Regions from separate parts of the Lactuca sativa genome. Here region 1 is linked to region 2. Evidence: chromatin contacts called from public Hi-C data. All regions are on one chromosome and are shown on one strand. The core of a region is the stretch at or near the end of the contact, and the rest is flanking DNA. Distances in the headings are between cores, read along the strand shown.

Region 1 (4,871 bases), core at 2,042-4,541, 350 kb after region 2:
TGTTAAGGTGAGGATAGGTAGAGGTGGATGGGGTGGGAGTGGGTGTTTATATTTTAGAAAAATTTTGGAATTAGAAAAATGTGGAAAACAATGATTATCGGTTTTTCCAAAATTTCCAACGTCTTTGTAATTTTGAAAAACTTTTCATTTTCCGTGAAAATTTTTGAAAAATAGACGAACTAAATGAATTTTCAAAATTCTCATTTTTCTTGAAATTTTTTTCCGGAAAACGGCCAATTTTTCCGTAACTAAACGCAGCCTAAGACTCTTCGATATTCATGGAACAGGAGTCTTACAAAATCAATGTAGGCTAAATTTATCTTGTTTAGTAAATTTCTGGATCTTATCGGAATAAATTTAGGCAGCTTGCGTTTCATAGTAGATAATCTACTTTTTAGAATAATTGATCAAGTAATATGATTTATTTGGCTTTTTCATACATTTTTTTCTCATAACTATAATGAAGATAATTAAATAACCTGATCAAATTGGGTAAACAAATATGGTTAATGGAGGAGTCACGATTTGAATGTGTGATATTCATGTTCAATAGACATGACCTTATATATACTTTACAGATTTTATAAAAAAAACTACAAGTTAATCAGACATGAGCTTGTGTAATATTCATGTTCAATTCATGACCTTGTGTATACTTTGAGATTTTTATGAAAAAACTGCAAGTTTTAAATGTCCTATAATATTAGAAAATGATTTGCAAGTTTAAAATGTCCTATAATATTACAAAATGATTGTACGCAGTTTAAGAAAAAACAGTTTAAATCTTTATAATTTATCTTTATAAATCTTTAAAAAAAATATCCAAATGAATATGGTTCAAAATATGCCATATATTTGCATCATATTCATTTGATATCCTCACAATCTCTCCATTAAGAGATTGGATTGACCGGTTAAAATGCATCATTTCTCTCTACATATGAAATGGTAGAAAATCATTTAAATCTCTCTAAGGGACCCTTCTTTGGCCACTCAAACCCATAATATGGTCATTGAAACCAAATAACCAAAAGTCCAAGTTGTATTAAAATGTATGTCATATTTTATACTTGTTTGCAGACTAATCCAACAACTACCTATCATTTTTTGCTTAGTATAGTTCAATTGACATCCAGAACATGAAAACAAAACGTGTTTAAAATATGCTAAAATAACATATTCATTATATTTACAAAAAGGACTCAACATGAAACCGTAGAAAGTAACAGTTGCATGACATTCCACTGAGTATCAAAAAATAAAAACTTAGAAGTTATGGACCCAAACATCCATTCACCAACTCAATAAGAGACCATGATTAAAGTTTGAATGGTATTGAACCATAAAAACACCTCCAACGATTAAATGGCATAGCCACAAAGTTGTAAGAAAACAAATAGTTAAAGCAAAGGTAATAGCTTCAACCTTATGTTTAAACATCTTCTCATGAATCACATGTATAAATGGGAGATGGAGCTGCTTTCAAAGTTTCTGTTGAAAATAAAATTGCAAAATCCTTCTCATGAATCACACACATAAAGAAAGAGACACACACATATACACAACTACATACAGTTATAGCATTGTACTTTCAAAGTACAATGGTTTAATAAGAAAAATAATTAAACAATTTTAAAAAAAATGGAAATAGAAATGGGGAAGATGCTATATTAGAAAAATAAAATGAATGTACATTGCTATTTTTTGCATTTAGCCCCTGATTTGGCTAAATGCAAGAAATGACAATGTCCTTTCCTATGTTTGTCTATTATAACATTATACTTTCATTTCCATCTTTAATTATTGAACTTTATTTTAATACTTTTCTTATAAACCATTGTATTGTTAAATTACTTTCATTTATTTGTCATCCTACTTTCATTAATTTCAATTACAACATTGTATTTTTTAAAGTATAATGTTGTGAATGGAATAAATGAAAGTTGGATGATATATTAAACTAATTCATGAAAATAACTTGATATTTCTTGAATTTAGTGTATTATATCATATCCTATTTTTAGTTTTTCTATTACACATGTGCACAAACAAACCAAATATGAGTTTTATAATAGATACAAAACAACATTATATCATAAATAGACCACATCATCATTTTTTATTAGCTCACATAGATTCAAGGTCTAGAAAGGATGACACATGTCCTCACCTTCCCTATATTCTCATTATCTCCTTGCACTGGATGAAGACAAAAGAACTCCCCAAGCTAGATGGTAAATATAATCATTAAGGTAGCAAAAATGGAGAACATGAAAACATGATTTTTTTTATGTAAATAATAGTGTCAAATATCGACATCAGGGAAAGATAGTTGTAAGAAAGTCTGGTAAGTTTAAAGAACAACCTAGTTTTGACGCATCTTAAACTGATGCAAAACCTTTGTAAACTTTCTTCACCAACACATGGGTTTGATAGATCCAAAACTACCAAAATCAATACATAAATGTTTTTTTTTAATACGCTAGAAGTCAATATTTTCATGGAATCAACAATATCGGGTCAAATCTGATCCACTTAATAATATGGTATGAAATGAATGTATTCTGGACTAAGTGGTTATTTAAAAAAAATAAAAAAATTAAAAGCGGTTATTTTTTTTTAAAAAAAATTACAATACAAAAATGGTTAGATTACGCAATTTCCCTATAAGAAAACAAAACGTCAAAAAAAAAATTAAAAATGTATTCGAACAAAACATTAAAAAAATTATTCGAACAAAACATAAAAAAAACATTAATAAATGTATTTGAATAAAACGTCAAAAAATTTAAGAATTTTATTTGAACAAAAAGTTACACAATATAAGCGAAAAAAATATTATATTCAAACAAAACATCAAAAAAAAATTAATTCATAAAAAATATAAATAAATAAAATATAAAGATAATAATCAATAGAAAAAATTACAAAATGATCCATGTGGCTTGACTTAATTGGAAAAATTAATACTGTTAGCCAAAAGGATCGTCTTTGCAACATTTTGAAACCACAAGGACCAAATATGCAAACAATTCGTTATAAGGACTCAAGTTGGTTTATTTTGTCAAACACAAGGACCATTTATGTAATTTCGTCTTAATTATATGTTTATTAACTTTATAAACCGAGGGAGAAAAATCTTTTTTGAAATATGAACATAAGGACCAAAACGGCAAACTAAATTATTTTAGGAACAAAACCTTAAAAATATAGATAAATTCAGGGACCAAAACTGCAATATACTCTTATTATTAGTACTTTCTCATACTTTTTTAGAACTGTGAGAGAATAGTCAACGATGGAGGAAAGACTCCAACCTACTCAAATTAATCCAAGTTTGAACTTGAAAGAGAAATTAAGGAAGGTATTCTGCCCAAATTGTAGTATAAGCTGGCAAAGTGAAGAGATTAGAAAGGACGTCTACTAAAAGTTTGGTGCTGCTGAGAATTTGAGGTACGTTCGCTAAACTGATAACTTGATCAATTATAAGTCATCAAGAAAGAAATGGAAACGTTAAGCGGTTAATGAAGTTTTATATAATATATTAAGTAAATTTAATCAAACAGTTAAAAAAAAAGGTCGTTCCGGAATGTGTGAAACGAATTTTGACCTAATTTAGTCAACGTTGTGAAGTTTTTGAATTAGTGTAGTTAGATGATCAAATTAAGCTATTTGTGAAGTTAATATGTTGTGTATATGTTATAATGAATGGAATTTGGAGGAAAACGAGCCTAATGGTGTGTATATGTATCGTCGATACAAGCAGAAAACATAACAGGAGGATTGGTCTGTGTTTTGTTAAGCAAATACAAGTACGACTTGGCACTATTTGAATTCGTGCTTTACTACGTTTAAGAACCAAATGCTAGGGGAATTCATTAAAGATATTAACTTTTCTAAATAGGATAAAAGTTATAGGTGTTCACGTAAAGCAAAAAGGTCATAAAGGTAAGCGGTTAATCATGGTGGGAAGATATGTATCAATTCATTTAAATGAACAATATTGCTAGGTTGGATTTTGGGGTGAGAATGTACAATGTAGAAGCGTGGTGATTAAATGTTGAAACTACAAAACTTGATTATTAATATAAGGGAACTATAATTACTTTTTCATTATCTTCACTCTGTTGAAAGGCTTAAGACTTGAGAGAGAAGAGTCAAGTGGTGCATGAAAGGCTTCCACATGCTCAAATTGATTCAAGATATTAAAGGAACAAATCCTATGAAATTGAAGTATAAGCTTGCAAAGTAAAGATTTAAGAAAGGAAGTCTGCTGAAGTTTGGTGTTGCTGGGATTTTTCACCAAGTCTTTTCAGAAAAATCTCAATGTAGAACTATAAGCAAAATATTAAATGTATAATTTAATTGTGTTAAAACTAACTCATATCACCTAAATCAGTTCATGTCTATCTTTTGAATTATAGCTTGTATTATACATTTAAAGGAGTTTGTATCACCAAAAAGTTAATGACTAGTTATGAGATTTTCTACATGGTGTCCAGTTACTCCAAATATGAGTTTTGACAAGTTTTTTTTTTTCTTTTTTTTTTTTTACATGATAACAGCTTTTACTGGAAACTCACATCAGTCTGTATAAAGTTCATTTCATTGAGGTTCTCAAACCACATACTCGCAACATATGAACACATCAATGGCATCTTCATCATCATTTTCTCCTTCTGTTCCGGAATTTTCTTCTAAATCGTGGAAGTATGATGTATTCCTTAGCTTTAGAGGAGAAGATACTCGGAAGACTTTTGTGGATCATCTCTACTCAGCTCTTGAACAACAAGGGATCTACACCTACAAGGACGACGAAACACTTCCTCGGGGTGAGTTGATTGGTCCAAACCTTATGAAGGCTATAGAAG
Region 2 (4,498 bases), core at 1,331-3,830:
AGTTAAAAGTGACAAATTATAGTGATAAATGCAAAAACTAAATTGTAATATTAGTTTAACTAAAATATATCCTAAATATATTTATATAATCGTTAAAAATTTTCAAATAAGTAACTTAAAATAACTTATAATAACAATAGTTAAAAATAACTCTATATAAATGATTATATTGTTACCTTTAAAATCAAAAAAATAATGTGTGATGTTTTAAATAATTATAATAATAGAAATTAAAACATTAAACAAAGAAATTTTAAAAAATTAGTTAAAAATAACAACTATAAATAATATTAAACCATATTTAATATTTAATTTTGTTAATGTATAACTCGCGAGTAGAACTTATTCAAACGATTGAGATTATGATGTTATAATAGATTTATATAATATCATATAATTCAAAATAATCAATATATTATATCAAATTAATATACGAATTATTATATCAAATTTAACAACAACGTTAGTGTTATATTTTAAAAAATATATAGTTGTAAAGATTTCAACTATATAGGTGTTTCTGCGCATTACAATGTCAACTCAAATATAAATTTCAGTTCCAATTAAAAAAACTAAAGAATATTTTGTAAATAGTTAAAAGTGATAAATTGTAGCGATAAAAGCAAAAACTAAATTGTAATTTTGATTTAACTAAAATATTTCTTAAATATATTTTTATAATCGTTAAAAGTTTCCAAATAAGTAGCTTAAAATAACTTACAATAACAATAGTAAAAAAAACAACTCTATATAAATGATTATATTGTTAGCTTTAAAATAAAAAAAACAATGTTTGATGTTTTAAATAATTATAATGATAGAAATTAAAACATTAAACAAATAAGTTTGAAAAAATTAATTAACAATAAAAACAACTATAAATAACATCAAATCATATATCATATTTAATTTTATTCATGTGTAACTCGCGAGTAGAAGTCATTCAAACGATTGAGATTATGAAGTTATAATAAATGTATATATTATCATATAATTCAAAATAATCAATATATTATAACAATTTAGTATATACAAATTATTATATCAAATTTAACAACAATGTTATTGTTATATTTAAAAAATCATATATTTGTAAAGACTTCAACTATATACGTGTTTCTGCGCAACGCGCGGGCATTCGCCTAGTATATATATATATATATATATATATATATATATATATATATATATATATATATATATATATATATATATATAGGTAGGTTCAAATGTTTCTCACACCTATTTTGTGCTACAATGCACCAATAGAATTTAGTATTAATTATATGTATATTAAATGTTATCCATACTTATAACTTATTTTTATGGAAAGTAATTAAATTCGTTATTAATGTCAACAATAATATTCTTTCAATATGAATTCATATATAGAAGAATGAGAGTGCATTCCAGCAGAATGAGAGTATATTCTAGTAGAATACACTCTCGTTCTTCATATTCCATGAAACTTTATTGTATTTTAAATGAGTGAGTCCTAAAACAAAATACGAACCCATATATTAAAATCTGGGTGCGAATTCATTCTAAAAGAATGTTATTGTTGACATTAATGACGGATTTAATTAATTTCCATAAAAAAGAATTATAATTATGGATATCATTTAATATACATATAATTATGGAAATCATTTAATATCTATATTTATTTAATTAAATAATTATTTAATTTTACTAAATTCATATTGGTGCATTGTAGCACACAATAAATGTAATATATATATATATATATATATGGAAAATTGAATATACCCTTAAGGGTATATAAGGATAGGTACCCTAACCCACCATAATACATCGTTTTGTTTGATATATTTATTATAATGTTCTTAAACTTCAACCTTAACTTGATTACTTTCAAGATTTTCGAAATTTCACTATTATCTTTCTCTTACATCACATCTTTATGTCGAACACCTACTAGGCTTTATATATTATAGTTAAAAATTAAAATTGTGTAAGAGGAAGATAAATATGAAATTTATATAAATCTTGGAATTAAATCAAGTTAGAAGTTGAATTAGAAGAACATTGGACAATTACAATATGTATATATGATACAAAACGAAATAATATTGTGAGTTTGGGTACCTAAGTGAATATACCCTTAAGGGTATATTCACTTATATATATATATATATATATATATATATATATATATATATATATATATATATATATATATATATATATATATATATATAATCGGTTCCGACGAGTATTCGACAGGTAACGGTTCCAAAAAAATAGAACCGGAACCGCTTAAGGTGGTTTCAATTCTAGAACCAACAATTTAGAGGCGCTTCCGGTTCCAAAATCGGGTATCCGGTTCCGATGCGCATCATTAGATAAGGGTATATCAGTTATTTTAAGTTGGCTAGGGACCAACAAAGTAACAAAATAAAACTATAAGAATAATCCGAGTTAAAAAATAAAGTTAGGGACTAAACTCATAATTTACTTCAAACCATATGGACCATTTGTTTAATTTACTCTTTATTTTATGACCAAAAAATTTTTAAAAATTATTCGGCGACCAAATTTGTAATGTTCTCTTATTTATAATTACTTTTTCATATCCTTTCTAGAGAGAGGGTAGTCAACGATAGAGGAAAGATACCGACCTACTCAAATTGATCCTTGTTCGAAAGAGAAATTAAGGAAGGAGTTTTCCGAAATTGAAGTATAAGCTTGCAAACTGGAGAGCTTAGAGAGGGCGTCTGCTAAAAGTTTGGTGCTGCTGGGAATTTGGGGTACGTTCCCTAAACTGATAACTTGATGAATCACAAATTATCAAGAAAGAAATGGAAGCGTTTAGCTGTTAATGAAGTTTTTATATAATTTATTAAGTAAATTTAATCAAACAGTGAAAAAAATGTCAATTTGGAATGTGAGAAATCGTATTATGACCTAATTTAGTCCAAAGTTGTGAAGTTTTTGAATTAGTGTAGTTAGGCGATCAAATTAATCAATTCGTGAAGTTAGTATGCTGTTGTGTATGTTATAAACGAATGGAATTTGGAAGTAAATGAGCCTAATGATATGTGTATGAGTTGTCGATACAAAAATAAAATATAACAGGCGGATTGGTCCGTTGTGCGCTGCTGTTTTTTTTGAGCAAATCCAAGTAAGCTTGGCACTATTTGAATTCGTGTTTCACTACGTTTAAGAACCAAATACTTAGGGGAATTCAGTAAAGATACTAAAATTTTTAAATCGGATTCAAGTTATAGGTGTTAGTGGTAAAGCAGAACGTCATAAAGGTAAGCGTTGTGAAGACCTTATGATGATTATGAGTGTGAATTTTAGTACATGGTATGCTTTTGAAAGTTGTGATGTAGTGACTTAGTGAAGAAATCTTGAAGGCTATAAGTTTCCTCTGTCCTAGGAGAGATAGATGTTGACATCAAATTAGTAATATTAACATATCCCTTGCTGTACTAAAAGAATGAAAAAGTGGCAGCAATGATGTGTAAAATTATTGGAAGATCATGATTTTAAAGATGAAAGTGGTAGTGTGGGACCATTTATAGGGAATCCATACTTTTAGTAACTTTCCTGTAAATAGACATGTCCTGATGGGATGTTTCGTGTTTTTTCATTAAGAAAGACTTGGATTCTGGTTCTGACAAGGTTTTTCTACATGATAACAGGTTTTATTGGAAAGTGGCATCTCTCTATATAAAGCTCCTTTCATTGGGCTGCTTAAACCACATACATTCCATCTCAACTAATCAACACAACCATGGCATCTTCATCATCATCATCTCCTCCTGCTCCAGCATTTTCTTCTCAATCATTGAAATACAATGTCTTTCTTAGCTTTAGAGGAGAAGACACTCGCAAGACTTTTGTGGATCATCTCTACACAGCTCTTGAACAACAAGGGATCTACACTTACAAGGACGATGAAACGCTTCATCGAGGCGAATTGATTGGTCCATCGCTTTTTAAGGCCATAGAAGAATCACAAATTGCTGTCATCATATTCTCTGAAAACTATGCAGATTCATCATGGTGCTTAGATGAGCTTGCATGTATTATGAAATGCAAGGATACAAAAGGCCACATTGTTATGCCCATATTTTATGGTGTGGATCCTTCCGAAGTGCGAAAACAAAAACAAAAATACGGAGAAGCATTGGCCAAACATGAGTTGGAGAACAAGAGGAAAGTTGAATCTTGGAGAAAAGCACTAGTGGATGCAAGTAACATTTCTGGATGGGAACCCAAGCACATTGCCAACGGGTAATTTTATTCTTCAGTTACACATTTTCTATCCTTAAGATATGCCTTTACTCTGTACAACACATTTTACTCGTAACTTATAATCTTTTTATACAATTGTGTTAATTACTCTTGATGATGTCGATGATCTTGATGAATAGAGGCTTTGAGTAGCTCAATTGATCAGTTTGGTAAGTCAAAAGATATCTCAGTCGTAGGATTGCGGATAAGCTCAAATTCTAATTCTGCACCT

What was found. Hi-C and Micro-C count contacts between places; a contact is called where the count stands out from the background.
Region 1: a Hi-C map of leaf shows a contact between it and region 2, with 4 times the contacts expected there. The contact joins the promoter of LOC111900591 here to the promoter of LOC111906278 in region 2. A contact is called at or near these places in 2 of 4 Hi-C or Micro-C datasets (leaf and seed).

Annotation. Positions count from the first base shown.
Region 1 is chr8:73,543,966-73,548,836 of Lsat_Salinas_v11, forward strand. It overlaps LOC111900591 (TMV resistance protein N), which reads left to right and starts at 3,292. Exons shown (of 6, transcript XM_052766826.1): 1 at 3,292-3,453; 2 at 4,566-4,871. The coding sequence starts at 4,640.
Region 2 is chr8:73,193,892-73,198,389 of Lsat_Salinas_v11, forward strand. LOC111906278 (disease resistance protein Roq1) reads left to right here and starts at 2,581. Exons shown (of 6, transcript XM_023902040.3): 1 at 2,581-2,771; 2 at 3,672-4,266. The coding sequence starts at 3,764.